2 separate regions of the Rattus norvegicus genome follow, and region 2 is linked to region 1. A link is a contact called in public Hi-C data. All regions are on one chromosome and are shown on one strand. The core of a region is the stretch at or near the end of the contact, and the rest is flanking DNA. Distances in the headings are between cores, read along the strand shown.

What was found. A called contact is a pair of places that touch in the nucleus more often than the background predicts.
Region 2: a contact with region 1 is called in a Hi-C map of psoas muscle, with 4 times the contacts expected there. The contact joins two enhancer-like sites. A contact is called at or near these places in 5 of 12 Hi-C or Micro-C datasets (kidney, liver, mammary epithelial cells and 1 more).

The regions. Positions count from the first base shown.
Region 1 is chr9:22,668,920-22,673,680 of GRCr8, reverse strand. No RefSeq gene overlaps it. Among named protein-coding and RNA genes, the nearest start is that of Mrpl14, 140 kb to the left of the region's middle. Within about 2 kb of position 2,355, at least 9 of the 93 cell types and tissues checked have an H3K27ac peak or open chromatin away from gene starts, as enhancers often do.
Region 2 is chr9:22,739,720-22,744,480 of GRCr8, reverse strand. It overlaps LOC102550363 (a long non-coding RNA gene), which reads left to right. Exons shown (of 4, transcript XR_005489459.2): 3 at 2,030-2,159. Among named protein-coding and RNA genes, the nearest start is that of Mrpl14, 69 kb to the left of the region's middle. Within about 2 kb of position 2,035, at least 12 of the 93 cell types and tissues checked have an H3K27ac peak or open chromatin away from gene starts, as enhancers often do.

The sequences.
Region 1 (4,761 bases), core at 1,106-3,605:
GGATCGTCTGGGACTGGAGTGATGGATGGTTGTGAGCCACCATGTGCATGCTGGGAATCAAACCAGGGGTCCTCTGTAAGAGCAACAAGTGTTCGATCTCAATCACCGAACCACGTTTCCAGTTCTATTTTGCTATTTTTTTTTTAGACAGGGTCTCACTATGTAGCCCTGGCTGGCCTGGCACTCACTATGTAGACCAGGCTGCCCTCAAACTCAGAGATCCATCTGCCTCAGCCACCACACCCAGCTTTTAACCTCTTTTCCTGGCCTGCAGCACAGGGGCTCTGAGTTCTAATACAGGCTCTGCCATTAGCAGTATGACCTTAGACAAGTCACCTTGCCTCTTTGTCATAAGGACACCAGGGGTCCTTGAGGCGCAGTGAGGAGCAGAGTGAGATGGGGGGGGGGGAGATTTAGGACTTAGAACAGACAGAAGCAGGTATCCTTGGCTCACTCTCCTCTGGGCAGCAGTGTGCCTGATGTTATTGGGTTTCCCCTCTTCCCTGTTTGGTGTGAGACTTTGTGAAAATGGAAACGAATGGCTGCGATCTCATCTTCTGACAGGAATGTCTGGGTGTCTCCTATCTGCTCTGGGGAGGTGTCCTTGCACACTAGGTAAGAGTCAGGCTCTGGGTAGGCAGAGAAGACAGAGCCATCTAGAGCTCAGCTCGAATCTTAACCTCACCAGCTGAGTACCTGTGAGCAACTGCCCCAACGCTCTGCCTCTGTTTCTCTCTCTGCTAGGTGGATCCCATGCAGGCCCCTGAGAGGCTATTACCACCGTCCAGTTGACCCTGAATGGAAGCACTATGGACAGCCAGAATAGCCTTTGGGTTCCCACCCTCCCAGGCAGTCCAAGACAGTCCTGGTTCAGGCTGCACCTCAGAGGGTGTGGAAGATAGAGTGGTGGGAACTGCTGTAAGCCCAGAAAAGAGCCCTGAGCACGTTACAGGAGCAGCTGTTAAATAAAGGTTTGCCCAAGCCAGAACTCACTTAGCTTGACCTGAGAGGGTGCACTCGAGGGCTGGGGCTGGGTGGGGCTGAGGCCAGAGGGTAGGATGGCCAAGGGCCTCCACTCGCAAGTCCAGGGAGGCTGCTCTATCCCGGGTCTCTCTCCTGCAAACAGCATCATTTGGAGCAGGGCTGGTGCAGCTGGAGGAGGTGGGAGGGTGTGGCCTACAGGCTCTCGGGCTTTCCCAGGCTCCTTCAGCACACTGATGTCCCTGCAGCTGCAGCCACCCAAAGATTCCCTCCACCTCCCTCCAGCGGTGGCGCCCTGGTCATGAACTCTCAGGGAATAAACAGGGGCAGAGCTCACAGAGTGATGAGCGCTCCAAGCCCCCGACAATGTAAACTCCCCAGATATATTTATGCTGTCTGCTCCTGGCCCGGGGTCCTCTGTCCAGCTCAGAAGTATCACGCCATCACTTGTAGAAAGAATCTGGGCTCTTCCACATGGTGGGAGAGGCAGAGAGAGGGTCCATAGCATCGTGGGGTGACTGAAGCTGGGAGTTCAAGGCAGGGGCTGCAAGCTAGATCCTGGCCCTGCCCTGAAGGAGCCCCAGACCACAAGCTAGAGCGTGGCGAAGAGGACACAGAGCATGGGTCTTGCTGCAGGGTGTTGCCTGAACTGTGTCTCTAGACAGCTGCAGACTGGAATCTTAGAGGATCCCTAGCCCGGACAGTGACCCAGGTCACTCTGGGGCCTTCCAGGGCCTGTCTTGGCCCTAGACTTCAGGGTCATATGGCCTGGGGCTCTGTCTAACTGACAAATGGCTCAAGACTCCAGTCCTTTCTTTACTTTTTAATTGCCCTCTCAGTTAGGCACCTCGCCAAGACTCTTGTTCGTATTATCTCATTTAAGTCTCACACTGGTCTGAGGGCAGGAACCACTGTTTCCTCTCCACCCTGGGGACAGTCTGAGGAGTCGGACAAATGCCCTGAAGTAATGGAGGCAGAACCTTCCAAGTGTCGAAACTTCTTAGCCCCAGAGAACTGTATCTAAAGACTGATGACCAGGAACTCCTGAGCTCTGGTAAACTTTCTCCAGACTGTGCCAGAAAACATGAGAGGCCTGGCCTCTACCCTGAAGGAGCCCCAGATTGAGTGGGACACAGCCCCATCTGGGAGAGCTCTAATTCTGACTGCTGTCCTCAGAGAGACCTGGTCTGAGGGAGACACTGTCTGACATCAGGCAGCTCTAGTCCGAGGAAGACAGAGCCCGGCCTCAGAGTTTGCCAGTTTGAAGAACACAGGGACTATCCCCTGGGGACTTTGACTCTTAGGGGGAGCCCCAGACCACAAGAAATGACTGACCACACACTGGGGAAGCAGGTGGAGACAAAGGGCTTTGCAGAGCTGGAGGAGGAGGAGTTTGGCCAGTGGCAGGCTACTTTCTGTGACCCTGGAGACCAGTGCTGTGTTCCTGCAAGGTCCTGATTAGGAAACACGGCTTGTGTCTCTGCTGTCACCCCCCCTCCCCCCCGTACCCCCCTCTCCTGGCTGGAAGGCCATCCTGGCCCTGGTTATCCTGCCTGGGAGGGGCAGGCAGAACAGTACCCTGTGACAAGCAGGCCACCGGGAACAGAATATGTCTCGGGAGTGACACCCAGGGAAGGTTATTTTCATTCGGGAAGTCTCCTGCTTCTGATGCCCAGCCTAAAATAACCAGGTTCCTACAGGGACTGATCACCCTTGGCTGTCACCAGCCACCTGTAGCAGCCTAGGTCACTGTGGACAAGTTTTTTTTTTTTTTTTTTTTTTTGGATGTTGACTTCCCTTCAGGCTTCCGCAGACAGAAGCTGTGTTTAAGAAACCCTAGAATGGTAGAGCTGTCGCCACTACTTGGACCAGGGGTGGAAGGGGAATGCTCTTGATTTCCTGGTTTCTGCAGCTTGCTTGCCTGAGGAGGTTTTCTGGGGGGTGGGTGGGTGGGTGAAGGAGGCAGTGGGAACAGGGTAGAGTCAGGTGGCTTTTCGACTATCCATGTTGTGATTTGGGCCATTGCTGAGAAACCAGATCTTCTCCACATGGCTGGTGGGTTCTCTGGAGCCCGGCTGTACCTGGCAGTACCAGGCTGCCCTGCTGCTGGCCACATGGCCCCTGATGGGAGGGTTCACATGTCCCAGCACCAGCCAGACACCTGCTGCTTCCAACCTCCCAAAATAGGGAAGGCTGGCCTTCTCCCCTTACTACCCGTGTCTCAGCATCGGGCACTCCCTTCTTCCTACCCTGCTCAACTATGGGAGGTGTGGCAGCATTAACCTTCAAGCCTGCCCTTCCTCAAAGCTAGTATCTTGATGTGGCTTATGGAAATTGTTCAGATCCTGGGCTGGCTACAGAATGGGGGGGGCGCTTCTTGTAGGAACTAGTGTCCTGTATAAAGAAGCACCCCACATTCCCCTCTCTTCGACTTCCAACAGAACTTAACATTAAGCATAAAATAGGGGCTTGGGCTGTTAACCCAAGCACTGTGTGTGGTGTGTGTGTGTGTGTGTGTGTGTGTGTGTGTGTGTGTGTGTGTGTGTGTGTGTGTAAACACACACATCTGGAGCTTGTGTGTATGTTGCATATGTGTGTATATGTTCATGTTTACGCACACGTGTTTGTGGCTGTGCCTGTGAATATATACAGATATATTTGGAGTTTGTGTGTGTACATAGGTTCATATTAGTGTATGTGTGTGGAGGCCAGAGCCTGACATTGGGTCGCTCATTCAGTGGCCGATTGTTATGGAGAGGGTCTCACTGAACCTGGAGCTCTGTGGTTCAGAGCTCTGACTATCACGCAGGCCCCGTGGATGCCCCTGCCTCTGCAGTGCTGGGATTATAGGCATTTATTACCCAGTCCAGCTTTTCACCTGAGCACTCGGGATCCAACACAAGTCCTGATGCTTGCACAGCAAGCACTGAGTCATCTACGCAGCCCGAATCTGAGCAATATTCACCTCTCTCTACTGAGGGCAGGAAAGACTGAAATGTGCAGGATGAGAAGGAACCATTCCCCTGTGCATCCAGCTCCCCCCCCCCCCGCCATGACCCCTTTAACACCCAGCAGCCATTGCTGAGGGCTTGACCCGTGGGGAGCTCTGCCAGCCCTCACCATACCTCCCTGCGTTTCAGCTGCAATGAACCCTACCTAACAAATCCTTGCTGAACATCACATAGCAGGGATGGGAGGAGATGATGTATCCAAACCCAGGTCAGAAAAATGCCTTTTGTTTTTCTTAAATAAATATTTTTTTCTTACTATGAGTAAAGCCCAACTTTCAGTGACCCTGCAAGAATTCACCACTGAGATAGAGTCATGAACATTTTGGTGGCTTTTACTTGCTGTGGGGGGCTCTGCGCACACACGGACATTTGTATACATGTATACACACACACAAACACACACACACACACACACACACGTATTGCTATTGCTCTGTGACCTGTCACTGCCATGACTCCAGAATGCATCTCTACGTACTCAGTGGTCCAGGGAGACAGGCAGCTCGGTAGGTACACGAGGACCTGATCTACGCTCCCCAGCACCCAGGTAAATGGCTGGGGAGGGAGAGGCAGCACTGGGTGCAGAGACAGGAGGGTCTCTGGGGTTCACAGGCAGCCAGTCTGGCCTAAGTGATGTGGCCCAGGCTCAGTGAGAGAGCTTGCCACAAACTTAAACTGAAGAGAGACAAGGGGAAGATACTCATGTGAAGGTCTAGCTTCCACACATATACATTCATGTATTGCATGCACACACACATATGAACACACA
Region 2 (4,761 bases), core at 786-3,285, 71 kb before region 1:
TGTGCTTGTGCACACACAGACACAGACACACAGACACACACAGACACATACACACACAGACACATATACCACAGACACATACATACACACTGACACACACACAGAAGTGCATACATAGACACATACATCACAGACACACAGAGACACCCAGAGGCATACATTCACAGACACACACAGAGGCACACACCAGACACATACATACACAGACACACGGATGCATAGAGACACACAGAGACATAAATACACAGACACACGCAGACACATACAGACACAGACATACACAGACAGACACACACAGACAAGACACATAGATACACACAGACACATATACACACAGAGACACACACAGAGACATACACACAGAGACACACACATAGACACACAGACACACACAGACACACATACACGCAGAGACACACACACAGACATATACACATAGAAACACACAGAGACACACACACATACAGATACACACATACACATACACACACATACACACAGAGAGACACACACAAACAAGACACAGACACACACAGAGACAACACAGACACACACAGAGACACAGACATAGACACACACACAGACATAGACACACACACAGAGACACACACACAGACACACAGACACACAGACACACACACACACACACACACACACACACACACACACACACACGGCTCTACTTCCACCCGTGTCACAGTACCCACTCCATAGGTGATGAGGCCCTGGGTCGGAGAGGCACTTTGCTTTTCCACGGCACTTTGTATCTAGTTTTCAGTCAATCCTATCAGACCTCTAAGCTACCACACCCGTGGAGTAGGAGCTCTTACCAGCGGTGTGGTTGAGAATTTCACTGCTCTCCGTGCCTCAGTTTCTCCATGTAATAAAGGGGAGGCCCTAAGAGGACTTGATGCATAGCCTTGTATGTTATGAGGAATGGCAGAGGTTTGTGAACCGGGGGCCTGGAATATTCACAGGAGAATGTGGGCCTCCAAGTCTTCTCCCCCATCCACCCCTCTTTATCTAGAGGGAAAGAGGGATTGAGAGTTGGGACCTGGCCAAATGGGCTAAGGTTTCCTGAGAATAGGAGACCAGCAAGGGGGACCAGGACCTTAGGGAGGAGAGGAATGTGTTTCCCACTGGTCCAACTCCTCCTGGGCCCCTGGTTACCTCCACACAGCCTGGATATGGGCTCCTGACACGTACTGGATGATAAGGGCTACTCAGCAGGCAGGACGTGGGCTACGTGAGGGGCCAGTGGAGGCGGCTGTCTGCCCAGCTCAAGGGCCAAGGCCAGGAGGCCGGGCCATGGGGTCCATTGTCTGCTCACCACCCCCTCTGGCGATCACAGGCTCAGGAGCAGTCAGCACCAGGCCCTTGGCAGAAGCTGGGTCTTGTTCCCCCCACGCAGGCACGTCCTGGCCCGCACGTCGCTGGGCCTCCAGCCATGTTGGTGCTGGCCGTTGCTCTGCCATTGGCCTCTAGGGGGCGCTGCTTGGGCACCTAGGAAATTTGTTGCATGGTGAGTTAGCCATGGGGACCGCATCTTGAGGATATTGGGGGCTAGCTTTTTGACATAGGGCAAACCAGGAAAGGGAAGAGCAAGGAGAGTAAAGGATAGTAGAGCAAGATGGTTCTTTGGTGTTTGCTGAAATGTCCGATTCCAGGTATAAATAGGTAGACAGAGGTGAGGGAGCCAGACCTGGCCCCCTCAGGTCTCAGTTTCCCTAGGTGAGTATACAGGAACTGGAGAATCCGCTCTAGGTGAATGTTCATTCTGCCTGGGCTCTGCCCCACTTGAGAGCAGTGGGCAAGATTGGACATGTTACAAAGCCGTGCTTTCCCTCTCTCCTCCATCAAAATTAGGTCATATTTGGGGTCTCTGTGGCCCCATGCCCTTGGAAGTCCTTGAGGGGTGCTTGACAGCTAGCTTAGTTCAGAGCCCCAAACCCAGGCCTCCTAGGGCCAGGACTGTGCCTCTGATCAACAGGTTAAAAATAACCCCCATGGGCTTTCTCTCCCTCCACAGGAATGGTGTTTGTGTTGGCATCCATGGGCCCTGTAGCCCTGCCAACTCCCACAGCATGTGACATTGTCAGGGGACTGGAGGTGTGAAGCAGAAGTCACCCGGAGAGGATCATGCTGCTGCCTGCTTCCAGGTGAGGGTACAGAGACTAGGTCAGGGATGCTGGCAGAGACACCCGGTCACTCCAAAGCTGCCCACGAGGCTGGGGACGCATGCTGGACAAAACAAAGCCCCTTTCACAATGACGAGGACATAAACTGTGTTGTACCTAGGTGTGGACCAGGCTCCCCTGGATCAGAGTTGGTCAGCCAGGACATTCCCAGCCCTCAGATCCCAGAACTGTAATCAGAGATCCACAGGACTGTAGAACCAGGAAATTTTGCACTTGAAGTCAGGGCATTCTTTTTCAAACCTCTGCCCAGGCAGGGAAAAAAAAACAAAACCCATCAGCCCCATTAGAGAATATTTGTAGTTTGTGTTGGATGTCAGGCTCAAAGCTGGCATACATACTTAGTCTTCTACGTGCCCACTGAGCTCAGTTCTCTGTCTCTGTCTCTGTCTGTCTTTGTCTCTCTCTTTTAAAAGGAAGTTAGGTGATTTGTCCAAAGTGGCTTTCGGACTCCATCCACATCAAGACAAACCCTGTGTGTGATCCCCCAGCCAGAACCCTGCTGGTTGAAGGTCTATGCTAAAGTGGCCTCAGGCCTGGACCACTGAGGCTGCTTCTTCACCCCACCCCCATCCCCCCACCACGACTTGGCCCACATCTTACTACATCTTTCTTCACAGCAAGTACCCTTTCCTGGGCAGTCGGAATTCTCCCTCAGGAACCAGAATTCTCCTGATTATATTGACATTAGTGAAAGACCACTTCTCCTTTCCACCAGAGATGTGACATCCCCACTGTCCCCACCCCCCACCTCCTGCCCTTACTCACTGTCTTGGTGCCTACACTCAGAATTGAATGTGAGGAGTATGTGGAGGAGTGATTCTATCTATCTCACTGACCTGCCTAACATGGCTTCAACGTTACCCGAGCCTTCTCTTCCTCAGGCAACGTGAGCTCAGCTCCTTTTCTTCCTGGGCTTGTGTCTGCCCTCCACAGTGCCTCTGCCACCCTGCCTGGCCTCTGACAGCTCCTGCGAGCCAATGGGGACATGGTTGGAGGATGTAAGAATTGACAGCACCCGCCTAGAAGAGTTGCTAAGTGGCTTTTCTGTCTCGCTTTGACTGTTGCCATCCCAGCAGGTCCTCCACTTCCCTACCCCATATTCCAAGGATGCCAACATAGGGTTTGAGATGTCTTTTGGGCCTCCAGGGGCTAGGGATGGTGTTCCAGGTAGGGAGTTATATCTCCTCTTCTACATGCACATCCCAGACCTCTCTGCTCCTCACCCTCCACTGGTATAATGATGGAGCACGCACAGAACAGGTATCCCTTGCCAGAGTCCTCACGTCAGTCAGGTGACTGCTGTTTCCAGTTAAGGGTCCCAGATTTAGAGGGCCGCTCTGCCTGGGGTCCACCAGAGGAAAGACTGTACCATTTAGTGTTTGGTTTATATAAGAAGTACGTCCTCACTCATGTGCTTGAATCCCAGAGGTCAGCACTCCTGGGGTAATGCAATGGCTAAGTGCGGGGAGGATCCCAGTCTGGTCTCTTATCGATTTGCTAGCTTTCCATTTCAAGGTCACCACCTTTCCCAGATGGCTTCAGGAGCTCCAGGCAGCAGCATGAAGGACAAAGAAAGGAGATCTCCCTTCCCTTATAGGAACTTTCAGGAAGTTGTACATACTTCTCTCTGTAGGAGGAATGGCAGGCCTCACTGACAAGGTGGTGGCTGCATCTGCATAAAGTCAGGCACTGCGCAGCCTCAGAGGTAACCTCAGCATGAGGACCAAACTGAAGTCTGCCCGAGAACCTAGAGATTGGTGATGCAGACAGTGACAGCCAATAGGGAACTGCTGTCTTGGAGGACTCACCTGCTTGGGACCAATGGGACACAGTGGAGGGTATAAAGGGCTTCCTCATCCAAACCACCTAATCCCCAACCCACAAGGGCAAGTATGGTCAGGGAGTCCAGGGTGCAAAGCAACACTTCTTATATCCCATTGAATAGAATTCAGTCATCCAGTCAAACCTAGCTGCAAGGGAAGCTGGAGGATTCAGTTTTGATCCTTTCTTCTTTCTCCTCCTCCTCTTCCTCTTCCTCCTCTTCCTCCTCCTCCTCCTCCTCATTTTTCTTCTCCTTCTTTTTCAAGATTTATTTTTATTTTATGTATGTCAGTACACTGCCTCTCTCTCCAGCCCCACCAGAAGAGGGCAATAGATCCCATTACAGATGGCGGTGAGCCACCACGTGGTTGCTGGGAATTGAACTCAGGACCTGTGGAAGAGCAGACAGTGTTCTTAACCACTAAGCCATCTCTCCAGCCCATTGATCTTCCTGGTTTCCTCCCTTCTCCAAGGCCTTAGTTTTCCTGAATTACTGCCAGAATTGTGAGTGGCAGCCATGTAAAGACAGGTACGTCTACCCTTGTCTCATGATAGACTGATAAATAAAACATACTATTAATAAACTGACCCTTTTACAGTTGGGCCAGTTGAACTCCAGAGAGGATGGGTAATTTTTCTCAGAGCACACAGCTGGGCTGGGAGTCCAGTACCTGTCCTCCTCTTTCATTGACGCTCAGTGTAGTGGTGGATGTGCTGGACCCTCACTGGGTTTGACAGGAAG